2 separate regions of the Rattus norvegicus genome follow, and region 2 is linked to region 1. Evidence: chromatin contacts called from public Hi-C data. All regions are on one chromosome and are shown on one strand. Each heading gives the region's core, a stretch centred on a gene start, on an enhancer-like site or on the middle of the called end of the contact. The rest is flanking DNA. Distances are from core to core; before and after follow the strand shown. Region 1 holds the start of Npas2 (neuronal PAS domain protein 2). Region 2 overlaps Npas2 (neuronal PAS domain protein 2).

What was found. A called contact is a pair of places that touch in the nucleus more often than the background predicts.
Region 2: a contact with region 1 is called in a Hi-C map of psoas muscle, with 2.5 times the contacts expected there. The contact joins the enhancer-like site here to the promoter of Npas2 in region 1. A contact is called at or near these places in 9 of 12 Hi-C or Micro-C datasets (the A7r5 cell line, the Rat2 cell line, Schwann cells and 6 more).

The regions. Positions count from the first base shown.
Region 1 is chr9:48,955,874-48,962,837 of GRCr8, reverse strand. It overlaps Npas2 (neuronal PAS domain protein 2), which reads right to left and starts at 3,273. Exons shown (of 21, transcript NM_001108214.3): 1 at 2,751-3,273.
Region 2 is chr9:49,098,587-49,105,550 of GRCr8, reverse strand. Npas2 (neuronal PAS domain protein 2) reads right to left here. Exons shown (of 21, transcript NM_001108214.3): 9 at 6,861-6,943; 10 at 6,044-6,150; 11 at 3,800-3,947; 12 at 1,290-1,374. Among named protein-coding and RNA genes, the nearest start is that of Rpl31, 41 kb to the left of the region's middle. Within about 2 kb of position 4,485, at least 11 of the 93 cell types and tissues checked have an H3K27ac peak or open chromatin away from gene starts, as enhancers often do. A contact at or near this core is called in prefrontal cortex, where this site is marked.

The DNA of each region.
Region 1 (6,964 bases), core at 2,024-4,523:
AATCACTGTGAAGTGCTACAGGCCCACTGGTATTCCCCTCCTGAGTCAGGTTGGTGAGAGTCAACTCCTGTGAAAAGCCAGGTTCCTTTCGAGTCAAAACTTGGGAAATGGTGGCCATCCATCCACCCGGGTGCGGGGGACCGAGGGGGGGGGGTGGCAGCTCCTCCTGGAGGCACGGCAGTTTTAAAGAACCAGTGTTCTCTCTTCCGCATCTCTGGTTGCTACATGTATGTCTCTTCTATACGTTGTATCTTCTGGCCCATTGTTTAGCACACCCTCAGTAAGCATGTGCTGAAGAGATTAAGTGTATCCCAGAGCCTGCTTGTGTGTAGCACTGAAGCTTCTGAACTAGACTTCTTCCTGTGACGGCCCCACCCCTAACCCCCAGCGACTCACTGCATTCCGATTGCCCGCCCCCTTCCACCTCTCCATACACACTGTTTATTTTACACCAGAATAAAAGGGAAACTCTTCATTCTTGTTCTGAATCACCAAACGGAGCTAGACACTCTGACCTGCAGACACTTAAGTGGCCTCTAGGGGAAATCCGGCTAAGAAATGACTCTTCGCCTAACACAGCCCCGCGGCCCCCAATCCAAAAAAAAAAAAAAAAAAAAAAAAAAAAAGTCAAGTGAGAAACAGCAGGGCCTTAGCTAAAGATTGCGTGGAAAATGTCTCCATTACATGCTTGTGTTCAATAAATGTTTCCCTGTGTACTTCGGTATTATTAATCACCGTCTGACTTGACACAGGATTACTCATAGTTAAGTACCCCATGAGCACTCAGAAACATCTAACCTTTGGATAGTGATTAGCGACAACTCAGCTTGTCTTCCATACCTATTTATCGAGCATCTAGAGACGAGAGGAAAAGATTTGGAGGTGACAGTCCTCAACCTGTCTTTGCTATTCTTTGCTACAAATAGCATGAGGCCAGTGGGGGGGGGGGGGGCGAGGGCGGGGCGGGGAGGAGGGATATGCTAATGAAACGTTCCTGTGAGCCAATGCGGCTTCAAGTACCATTTTCACTATGTAAATGTGAAACTCCATTATACACTTGCCATGATGAAGCCAATTAAACTGTTAAGAGTAAAGCAGCCAAGAGTACTGACTCACTAGGCTATTTTCAACCCCTTCACAATTTGACCTCTGCTGGGGTAGACGGTGCAGTGTGCGGGGGAATCAGCCAGAACAACCGGTGGAAAGTTCACAGGTGGCTCTTGGCATCCAGGTCAAAGCACGCGTGTTCTTGTTTTAAAAATCCATGATGATTTAGCCCTTTGGCTTCTGAGGATTTAATCTAAGCAAAATTCTGGATATATTTATATATATCTGGATTGTATCACACACACACACACACACACACACACACACACACAGAGAGAGAGAGAGAGAGAGAGAGAGAGAGAGAGAGAGAGAGCGCAAAACCCATGTATTAATTTAACCTGAAGAAATTCAACACCATTGGCTCTTGCAATGGAGAAATAGCTACTTTTATAGGTTACCAAGACCTAAGAAAGAAGCTCCCCGAAGATGGATTTAAATCGTGACTTGTTTTTACTGGTTTCACTGTTTGCTTGTTTGTTTGTTTTGTTTTTCATCATGAAACAGCTAGAAATGTTAAGCAGAGACCAAATTGTTACAAACAACTAAGTACGTTCTTTTTAAAAAAACATAATTTTCTATATAAAGGTCATCTCTTCAGTTACCACATAAACATCTATTCTACCAGGAAAACTTCCTGTTAACGCACTAATTGTAAATGTCTCACTCCATTCTCTGGGCATGTCTAATTCTTGGGTGTGCGTATGTAACATTTTATTAATAACGTGCTTTCTTTAGGGTATATCCTTTCCCACTCCTCAAGATGGAACTCTAGGGAGTTGTTGGAATAAAACACTTTTTTTTCACGTCTGCACAGTGGGATGACCTGCAAATAGAGGTATGGGTTTCTGAGGGGAAATGGAAAAAAAAAAAAAGACTGCTGGGAAATGCCAATTCTTCAACTGGTTCATATTTGTCTGTATAAAAATTTTTGCTCTGCAAAATAGTGGCCCAGATCGCAATATCTCTTTTAAAAACAGGATTGTATTTATTTAGGGGTTATTTAAAAAAAAAAAGATTGGAGGTTATTTCTGGCAACATTTTCCTTCAGAGAAATTTTAGCTGCAGGAAGGAAGATCAAGCCAGTATTTGCTCTTGAGTGTGAAGGGTGCCTTCCAGGGCTGGCTGTTTTTCATGCGAGCCACAATTAGTTGGCCAGTTCGCTGGATGGGGACTTCACTGTGGGAGAGAGACATGAAGGTGTTGACAGAGCTGAGTCCTGCTAGGAACTGCTTCAGGACTAACTAACTACCTGGAAAGTCCAAATGGGAAATCTCTCCCATTAAAGAAAACCCTATTAAGGATAACAGAGTCCTAATGATTGAGACAGACTAGCAGTCTCTGCCGACTCAGTTAATAACTACTCAATATTCACCTGTAAAGAAGCAAGCTAACCGTGAACACGGGCGGATCCTAGCGCAGTGGGTAGTGAAAAAAAGCCTAAGGTGGGGCTTCTAGGACCCTTGCAACACCTGTTGAGCGCTACAGCCTACAACTTTAGGAACTAAAGGCTCCCGGGTTTAACCTTAGGAGTTTCTAGAGTCCCTGGAAATGCGCGTGTATACTTAAGGTTTCCATCTTGCTTCGTCAACAAAACTGGTTACTAATTATTTATGAACCACAGAGCTGAAAACAAACTTTCTTACCTTAAGCAGTAAGGAGAGGCGGGCAGAGGGAAGAGGCTGGCTTTGAATTGAGCCTCTTGGTACCTGTCCCTGCCCTCTGCTTTCCACCCTAAGTCGCTTTTTAGAAAAGTCAAGGGTGCACCCCTCCTCTACTTGGGGAGGGGGCACACCTCCCACTAAAACAGTGCTCTAGCATCCAACCCGGGGAGTCCCAGGAGCTGTCTAAGCACAAAGATCCGGCTTTCAATCCGGCCCTAAGCCAAGTCAGACCCAGGAACGCAGTGACACCAGGGCCACGGCCGGGCAACCACACTCGCTAGGCGTCCCAGGCTTCCAAGGTTCAGGATGCATGCGGTGGAGCTCTGGAAGGGCTGCGGGCAATCTTCAAAGATTCTGTCCGGGCACGCAGCACTCATCTAGCACCCTCCGAGCACCCCCGAATCCCGAGGTTCGGGGTGCCTAGTCCTCTCCCTTGGTGAGTGGCTCCGGGAGCCCACCGTCGGTCTGGCTGCAGCGGTCGACAGGACCCGATGCCTGGGGCGGCAGGACCTGAAGTGCGCAGGACTCACCTCCCTGTGCCCCAACCCCCGGGTGCTTGCGCTGCGCAGCCTCGCGCGGTGTCGCGCCCGAGCGTCCCTCCCTGCCCCGCGCGTCCCCAGTGCTAGCGAGCAGGTGACCAGAGCCGCGAGCCACGCGCACGTATTCCCACCCGAGATCGCGCGTCCCCAGACGCGGTGGCCTCTTACCTCCGAGCGGGCCGGGGCGGCCCCGCCAGGCCGGGCACCGACTGGGCCGGGGAGACGCGCCTCCCGCCGCCGCGGGGAGCCGGGCGGCAGGCGGGCTCAGGGAGCTTTTCCCGGGCGGCGGCGGGAGGCGCTGCTCTCGCCGCTGCCGCCGGGGTCTCGGGGCTCCGCGGACGCTGCGCGGGTCCCTCGGGTCCTGCGGGAAAGCCCGCCGCTCGCGCCGCAAACTCTTGGGCGCGCAGAGCCGGGGACCGCTGCCGCCTCCCCGCCCCGCTGCCGCCTCCTCCTCCTTCTCCTCCCTCTCCTCCTCCTCCCGCTCCCCTTCCTCCTCCTCTTCTTCCTCCTAAGCCTCGAGGCTCCCGCGGCTACCGGCTCCCCACCCCCCCACCCCAGGGTCCAAACCCAGTGTGAGCCGTGCACTCAGAGCTTGCCGCAGGGACGCGGACCCTGCGACCCCCGGCGACTCTCCGCGGTGCAGACACCCGTGCGTCCCCAGGGCCTCTGCGAGTCCTACGAGGCTGCTTGGGTGGTGGTAGGGAGATCGAAGTGGGGGTCCGGCCAATATGGTCCGGACTGGGCGCGGTGGAAGAGGGGAGGTTGTGCTTAGCGCAGACCTGGGAAAAGGACCGGGGTCCCGCTAAAGTTGTCACTGGCGGCTGGGGTTGGGGGCGGGTAGCAAAGAATCCCGTGCCCCGGCTTAATGGAACCATCGAAGTGCCCACTGCAACTGTGCTGTCACTGAGTGGGGATGTTTGCTAGAACGTGGCTGTCTCGTCCCCCTTGCCCACGCCGACCTCTAAGGGCAGGCCTATACGCTTCCGTGACTCAGGCCACTGGGGACATGGGTGAGTGAGGGGACACCAGGTGAGACGAGGGGTCCTGGGACGTGAGACAGAACGCTGTTCGTGGAAGTCAGCAGCGGTTGCTAGGGAGGAATAGTCGGCGCCTCCTCTGGGGCGAGCTTAGCTTGTCCGGAAAATGGGTCAAGGATCGGCAAGAACCCGCTAAATGTCCCCTTGTAACCCTAGGGCTGCAGGTCGGGGGCTGCGGCCAGGAGGCGCCCTCGGAGCAGCGCTGGGCCTCTCCCTCCCCGCCCCCACTGCCCTCTCTCCTTTTGCACCAGTGCAGGAAATGTTCCACTGACCTACATATTTTTCCAAACATACGTGACCTTTTTTTTTTCCTGTGGGAGGAGACAGGCGAGAATCCAAGAAAAAGAGAAGCTGTAGAGAGCGGCGTGCGCAAGAACACAGGGAGCCTTTTTACCAAGCTTCTGCAAAACCCTAGCCAAGACAGATGTGCAGACAGGGTTCGGGGAACCGGGGCCTGCTGTTAGACACACTGAGGGGGTTCTGAGCGTGAATGGGGTGATGGGGGAGCCTGCTAGCCCTGCGGAAGAGCTCAAAGGTGGCACCCAAACCCACAACAACCCTGCACTCCGTGGCGGAGATCATGGCGGGCAGGCACCTGGCTAGACCAGCCCAAAGAGGGGAGCCACGTTCCCCGCACTAGGCGCACAAAGATCCCCTGCTCCCTGACACCGCAGGGGTTCAATTCCTGGGGCACGGCTCTGTCTTGGCAGCTCTCCCTGGTCCTTCTAGATCTCACATTCCAGCAAGTGGTCTCAACAAGGAAAGAGCTCCCACTGGCTCCTGGTTCGTCCCCCCCCCCCCCCCGAAAGGGTTCTCTAGAGCTCCTGAGGTTTTAGTCCCATGAGCTAGCCTGATGGTGTTCAAGGCCTGGATTTCTCCTCTCCAGTGCAAACCGGGCCAGCACCAGAGGCTCCTTATTTGGACCTGCAACCCTACACACCGTCAATTAGATGAAAAACACTCACGGAGAACTCCCTCCCTCCCCAACCCCCAGAGTAAAGTAGGTCATTCTCTTTATTTCCCATTTGTATTATTTTTGTCTAATTCTCCTTCTGAAGAAAAAAAAAAAGCACACACACAGAACTCTGAGCCTCCTACAAACCCTGAAGTTCTCGGGCTCGCTTGCTTCTGACTTCAAGGTTTTTGAGGAAAGAGAAGGCTGACTGACCCCTTGTTAGTTTGGAGTTCCCTTTCCAACTAGAGAGGGGGGGAGTATTTTATTTTTCTTTACTTTTCTCTCTGTCCTCACGTCCTTTTCTTTTAGGAAAGCAAGCTTTAACTGTGTCTTTAAACAGTGGCTATGACTAATATCCAGTAGAGATGAAATTGTGTTTCTAACCGGATTTAATGAAGAAGTTAGAGCTCTCTCTCTCTCTCTCTCTCTCTCTCTCTCTCTCTCTCTCTCTCCCTCTCCCTCTCCCTCTCCCTCTCCCTCTCCCTCTCCCTCTCCCTCTCCCTCTCCCTCTCCCTCTCCCTCTCCCTCTCCTTTCTTTCTTTCTTTTTTTTTAAACTTTCTTTGAAAGAGATTCCAACTCCCTCTGGGGACTTGAAAACCCACTGGGATACCTTTTATTGACAAGGCCTAATAACACAGGGCTGTAGTATAACAAGTATTTTCGCCGTCTGTTCTTATTGGTTGTGAGGAGTCTTCCTGATTTTTATTCCTGTTTGTTATGGAGATGGTATGGATGCTGTGGTGATATTTATTCCAAGCCTCACCCCATCTCCGGTGTTTCTTCCCACCCAGGAGGGACTCTGAATGGAGAACAGAGTCCTCAAACAAATGTGCTTCCCCTCCCATTGCAAAGGAGAACCTCCTGCTCTTTCTGTGTGACAGCACACTTCCTTCCAGAGCCCTGTCAGAAACACTGAGAGGGTTCGTGTGCACAGGAGGTTTACAATCTGAGAGATAAACATGACCTACATAGGGTGAGTGACTGGGCGGTTCGGTTCAAAGGAGGAACTTGGAATGGGCTTCTTGGAGGAGGTGGCTGAGCCCTAGGGACTTCGCATCCACAAGATAGCAAAGTCAGGCTAGATCATCATGACGTACACATTACTTAAAGTGTGTGGCACTGATCAAACTGCATTGCTGGGTGTGGAAATTCTCACGTGGTCCTGGTCATTAACCCTTTAAAAGAGTTTGCTTTTGTTGATCAGGTCTTTCAATGGTCCCCAAGTGATCCTAGATATTTTTTCAAGAAATCAAAATGTATGGAGGATGAAAATTTTCATTAATTACCAACATTTCACAATATAAAGAAAAAGTCATCTGACAATTCCATTGGCTCTAACTGCGTGTCAAATCTGTGGCATATCCCAGTTACAAATACCCATATAATTAACTTCTTGGCATAGGGATTGGGTGGCTATTGGTGTCTGCTTTTGGTGACATGTGGTGTGGGCTACTACAGGAATTACAGCACTAGTCTACAGTATCACAGTATCAAATGGAATTGTCCCACTCTTCTAAAAATGAACAAACAAACAAACAAAAACAAAACAAAACCATCAACCCTGTCCACCCCTCCCCGTGCACTAGGCTTTTTCATTCCTTCCGTGGATTGACCTTTCCCAGAATTCCATGTGGTTGCTACAATACAGTGTGCGAGTCTTTTCA
Region 2 (6,964 bases), core at 3,236-5,735, 140 kb before region 1:
AGAGGTTTCACTTCAAAGGAAGTTGTTAACCTTTTCACACAGAAACCCGAGAGATGAATTTCTGATTGGCCATTGGGTATATATTACACTGCTCTGTGTTTGATGTATGGCGTGTCTAACAACCTGTCTAACGCTAGCAGAATTCCATTCTCTGACCTGATATGTGGAGTGTGATGTGGGAGCAGACACTCCCCTAAGCGGTGGCAGCCCGCCAGGTGAGGATGTGGGGGGAAGGCTCACAGAGGTCAGGTGAGTCTCTGCAGACGAGGCTCTCTGATCTTCGAAGGAGATTTCTCCTTCCTCCCAATTTCATCCACAGGATGACAGGTTATTGTTATTGATCAGACAGGCTGTCAGGCTGCTGCAAAGCCTTTGGGCAGATCCCGAAATCTAGATTGCTGGACACCCTAGAACTTAAATGGCTCTGCTTCCAAGCATTCGCCTACCTTTCAACATACCCCACAATTGAGGAAAAGAAATCCTCATTTCATAGATTGATGGGCAGCGTTTGCTCTCCTGAAAGAACAGGGGCTCAGTTTCTTAGCCCAGGATGCTCTTAGCTTTCTTGTACTCCATCTTCTAATGTTTTTGCTTGCTGGATAAATGGCCTTTGAGGCCTGAGGCTCTGACCTTCACTGTTCCTTGACACTGTGTGAGGAAAAGTCTGGACAGATGGGAGCAGGGAACTCTAGGTAGGGGAAGGAAGGAGGGGATGGGATTGGTGGACAGAAGGATCGTCTTTACATTGGCATTCTGATGCCACTGTGGCTATTAACTAAAATCTTGTGACACTGAGTCGGAAACATGGAGTGCCCTCCTGGCACCACAAGGCAAAATCAAAGCCAGCAAGCTCAGGAGGAGCAGGCTAATACTTGGAAGCAATATAGCAAAGCTCAGTCGAAGAGAGGACTGTCCCACACTCTAGTGGGGGATGGGGTTCCTCTCCAGCACTTCACCTGTGGCTTTTTACAGCCATCACTGGAAGGCTGGGAAATCGTCAAGCCATTCCTCGAATCCAGAGGCTGTTTCTGAGCCAGCGTCTTACAGGCCTGTGCTTGGGTACCCATGCTTCCATGCTCCTCAGAGGGAGGGAAGAGAGCACACAGTACCCTCCTCACAGGACCATGGTGGAAGCTAAATGAGCAGACACCCACAAGCCATCGGGAGAGCTGTGAGTCTCCAGTGAGCCTAGTAGAGATGAACCCATTCTAGCCAGCCTGGTATCTGTCAGAAAAACCCATGAGAGGTACCAGTGCTTAGCCTCTCCCTCTGGGCAGAGATGGACTCACCTTCAGTGCAGAGGGGTGCATGGCTTCTGTGGGTGGATCTTCCAGAGCCAGCTCCTGTCTCCTTTCCACTCGGACATCTGCGTAACTGTTCAGAAGAGAGACACCACCGTGGAGGCTCACTGGGACACATGGGGCTCCCTACACAAAACCTACTCGTAGAATGTGTGGCACAAAGAAGCCCACCTGTCACCTGCTCAGAGGATCAAGTTTCGTTCCTGCCTAACTGCCTCACGAAGATTCTAATAGTATATTCCAGATATTTCCATTTCTGGGCTGCTTCTATTTCTCTCCCTGTTGTTCTCTGCCCCTTCATTGCCCAAAATCTCCAGATACAGTAGCTTTTAGGATATATAGTTTATTTGTTGATAAGCTTCCACTTGTAGAGAATTAAAAACTGTGCTTCAAACTTGTTCATTATGAACAGTATATATGGACGTATCTATAAAGAGACAAACCTAGCCAGTTCCAGGCCACTGCTGAATCTAGGGACCCTTTTTGTTCACTGTAGATAACTCCGTGGTGGAGCTGCAGGATTAGGAGGGGACTGGGATGAGACACTAGGGTGTCTGATCCCTTATTATTTACTGTTTATTTTCCATGCTCTCCTAGACCTAGCTTCTTCCTATGACTGGGGAGGTGGAGGAGAGAGCAGGGTGTCATGCACCCTTTCCTAGGGACTGAGAAGTCCACTGGAAAAGACATAGCCTGAGAGGCAATGGGTGAGTGGCCACAAAGCCGCAGGTCACTGGCTGAGGAAGTCCAAGAGAATGGGTTGGGAGTACAAGAGTGAGTCTGAGCATGGACGCATTCTGTGATAAAATAAGATCAATGGCTGAGAAAGGTCAGTGCTTCCCTATTCTCCTCATACTAATGCACATACATGTGCACAGGTGTGTGCCCATCTTCATATGTGTCACACATATATGTATATGTAACATACACATATACATACATGTACACACATATACACAATGCACACATACACATACATATATACACATACACATGTATACATATATGTATACATATAACCATATACACATATACATATATACACAAATACATATACACATACATACACATACATATATACACATACACATATACACATACACATATACACATACACACATACACATACACACATATACATATATGTATACATATAAGCATATACACATATACATATATACACAAATACATATACATATATATACATATACACATACACATGTATACACATATGCATACATATATGTGTACACACATACACACAAACATATACACATATAGCATATACACATATGCACACATACAAATATACATATATGCATATACACATACATACACATATACATATACACATTATACATATATACATATATCTGTATATACACATATACAGATACATATATATGCACATACACATGCACACACACATATATATCATCTCTCTGTAGATGCTCAGGTCCCTAACATAAAATGGGGCAGCATTTACACATTGCCCTCTTGCAGACTCACACTGTTGATAGTTTTCTCCTAACACACAGTGCAATGTAAATGCTTTGCACATAGCTGGTATACTGTACTCTTTATGAACAGTGAGAAGAAAAAAGTGCTTGTATATCTTTAATATGAAAATAATTTAAAATATTGTCCATCAGTTATTAGCCATATATAGATGTAAAATCCACTTGATAGAGGGGTGGGATATTTATTATTTTATTAGAATTTTTTTCAGAGACAAGGTCCAACCTTTAGCCCAGGTTGGCCTCAAACTTGATATCCTCCTGACTCAGTTTCCTCATGCTAGAATAATAGGAGCATGCCACTTTGCTGGGCACAAAGTCTGTCTTCTAAACCAGCCTCTGACCAACTTGTTTTCTTGGTGTTTCTGTGCTGGGAATGGAGGGAGAATGACCACTTCCCTTCACCTCTTAGGGTTGGGAACCCACCCAGTTACATCTATGCTATGCTGGATATATTATTATCCTTTGACTCTCTGCTTATCTGCCCTGAACTGTGGGCTCCCTAAGGCTGCTAGGGACCAGTTTCCTAGAGGCAGCCCAGCTGTTCTCTTAATGTTACCTAGTTGCCAGCATGGTTTTTTTTAAGACTTAAAGAAAAAAAAAAGAAGTATGCGTTTGAGTTATTTGGTGGCAACATTTTAATTTTCCTCTCAAAAACAGCAACAAGGAAAAGCTGGGGGTTGGATAGGGATGAGGGAAAAATATGTAAGTAGGTCACCGAAGCAGGAACTTAGTAAGTAATATCCTGGCAGCTTTCAAAGGGCCTTGACTGAAAGCTCAAGGAAGTCCCAGGCCTGGAGGAGAGTGGGTGTGTACCTGGGCAGGGACTGAGTTCTGTCTATCCAGCTTGCTGCAGATGCCAGACAGAGTCTCTCCTCTCATACAGGGCATACTTAAGGTGGTCCCTGGCCCTTCCCTAGGCCTGGGGGGAGCCTTGTCCACCCTCCCAGGCACCTCCCAGAGGCCCAGGCTGCTCAGTACCTGACCACCGAGTGTGTGCACACGATGAACTCGGGCTTGGAGTTCCACTGGTGGTAGGTGATGTAGTAGTGGGTTTGCAACCAAATCCACTGCTGTCCTTTGGTTAGAAACCGGTAACAACACGACTTCCCTTTGCCAAACTGCATCACTAGGATGAGAAACAGCAGACTATGTAACGTGCGCTAATGTAAAAGTAGTCACTTTCCCCCAAGTAGTTACTTTTCTCCCAAGACTTTTGACTAAGATCTAGACGTTGCAGGAGGCAGCACAAATATTGCTTATTTTTCTGGTCGCATTGTACTTCAAGTGACGGTTAACATGCTATCTGATACTCTTGGGGGTTGTGGGGTCCTAGGGGTTGAGTTTGGGGCCTCTCATGCTTATTAGGCAAGTGCTTTGACTTAGTCATACTCAGTCAAACAGAAGGACTCTGAATACGGCAATCCGTCTGTTACCAAATGCAGAGGCTTAAAGAGTTCTTCTTCACAAAATGGCACACTAGGATAGATTTTTTCCTCCAGCTGTAGGCTTAAATAAAAGGAAGCCCTGGTTTCTTGGGACTCATCTTCCTGCTGGAGGTATGATGCCTTTGGAACTTCAAGAGCTGAGCAGAGGAGAGAGCATCCAGACGCTGGGAGAAGTGGAGCCAAAATAGACCTGATGACTAGCTACCGATGGACAGACTCTCCAACTGTCATCCACAGTTGAGTCTCAGCCTACACCGCTTTTAGAACAGAGTCTGGCATGGACGCCTACAGTCTAGGTCTTCCCTGCAGCTGCACAACTGCCCAGAGGCCTTGGAGTTTTGTCTGCAGATGGCTCCTTGGGGGGTGAGGGCTGGTTATCCAGGACAGAATGCATGCTAGTGGTTTATTAGCTCACGTGAGGCAGAAAGATGAATTATGGATCCGAGGAAGAAGACCAATTTGGATTTTATTACCGCAGTGCTCGCAATTTAGCATCTTGTAATAAAAACAGTGGTGAGGAATCTTACCTAGGGAAGTGGAGCTAGCAAAGGGAACCATGGCCTCAAAAATGCAGTTCTGAGCAGGGAGGGCTCGCAGAATGGACGTGTGCACTCTACAAAGCAAGCACATCTTCTGTGCTAGCAGCGTCAGAGGCAGCCAGAGGTTTAAAGCAGACATGCTTCTCATATCTGAATGTGCATACCAACCGAGTTGGAGGGGCTGTGAAAATGGATTTTCCCCTCCCTGATCCCTGATGGTGGGAGCTCGAGAGTCTACAGCCGTAGCTAATCTGGTGCTTATGCGGCTGGCCTAAGCTACATTTTGAGAATGTTATGAGAAGGGGTGAAGGTTAAGGTGAACTTTACATCCTAATAGATCTTAGCTGCAGTTCCAGCATGCTCCTCCGTCAACAGGGACAGCACAGAGAAGAAAGTCCAAACAGCTCCTAAAGGTAAGGCATCTACTGAAGACCATTGCCCATGGACCATTTATCAGAATCGAAATTATGGAAACTGTTTTTACTCAAAGCTGAGCACTGGTGCCGAAAATATGCCTCCGAGTGGTTGTTTCTTCTTGTGAATGAGAACTGGAAAAGCTTGTAATTCTTGCTTTCCCAGGGCATGGGGCGGACCCTAAATGCTTCCCAGAGTGCTTCCCTCTTCTGTGGCACAGAGCCTTCTCCGACTTTTCCTTCAGCGCTGGAGGGGCCCTCTGATCCCCTCAAGAATCTCCACATACCCCTTCTGTACTGGACTCTGCCCTAGAGGGCAGCCATGAGATAGATGCTGGCTGCAGTTAAGAGCATCTTTTGAGTGAATGTCCAAAAGAACTTTTACCGGGAAACTCAAGCTACAAAGCCACTACCTGGAGAATGTTATATTTGAGGAGGACAGGAGATGAACCTTAGCCTTGTAGTCAGCCGCCAATGTCTGACTGGTGACTCAAGAACAGGCAGGGCATTTGGTATTTTGTCTTTCAAGTGCATTCTACAGCCTAAAAGAAAGTCTAGCCCCACCTTAATTTTTTTATTAGGATTAATAAGCATGACTTTCTGGATGATCATGGGATGTTGCTGGGGATTTGGGCAATATCAATTCCAAGTTGGAGCCATAGGGCTCAGTGTAGGAAAGAATCCCATTAGCCCCTTACAATTACTGCATGGGACACCATGCCTGAGCCACCCTGGCAAGCAGGCTCCCAGAGGCACAGAATCCTGCCGTTGGGCTCTTGAGAAGCAAAAACAAAGCTCCTGGTTGGGCTGGTGAGTGGTACTTACAGTGCTGGTGGCACCTGGCCAGGAGCTCCAGGTCATCAATGTGGTAGTAGTCATAGCCTGACGTGCCAAGTACTTCAAAGGGCAGGTATCCTATGATTGGAGGGGCTCTGCGGGGAGACACGGGGAACTCTTCACGCACAACTCACAAGCTGGTTGTAACACTCAGTTGGCTTGCTTAGTTGTTTCCACGGAGGCCTCATTTATCAAGAACGGGGGGGGGGGCAGAGAAACAGCAATGTAACAATGTAACAACAGTTAGGGCCAGAGAGCCTGCGTTTATAAAGAAACCATTTGTTTCAGCATCTAGGCACTTTATTCCTTCGGATAACCTGGCCCGGGTGGTAATAAGAACGTCTAGAACTGAAGAATTTAAAACAGCTGGAGACTGATCCAGCCCAATGCCCCAAATTAAAGGGTGGGGAAGGGTGGTTGCTTGTTCATCAGCTGGGAACGATGCTGTGGAGGAAAGTTGAAAAATTGGGCTTAAGGATCAAAGGGCAGTGAAGGAAATTAAGAGAATTTCTCTCCCCACTTTTTTTTTTCCAATTGGGAAATAGAAACTGCCTAAATTGGGACCATCCCAAAGGCATCTTGGGACTAAGGCATCACTATGAACACGGGACCTGACCACAAGTGGGGCAGGCACAAGGATGTCAGGGTATCGACCTTCCCCTCAGCTGGGAACAAGGGTTTGTACTGCCAAGGAGGCCTTCCCTGTCATGGACCAGGCTGGACTTTATTCTCCCAAGCGGAGCCTGGCTCATGCAAACAACACTTGAAGAGGACCCAACTCAAATATGTTTTTCTTCTCACAAACCTGTGATCCAGAAATAAAAATTTCCATTCCAAGCTATGCCTCGAAGTGAATTCCTCTAAAGGTTCGTCAGCTACACACATTTCCTGTGTTGGAAAAGGAGGAGG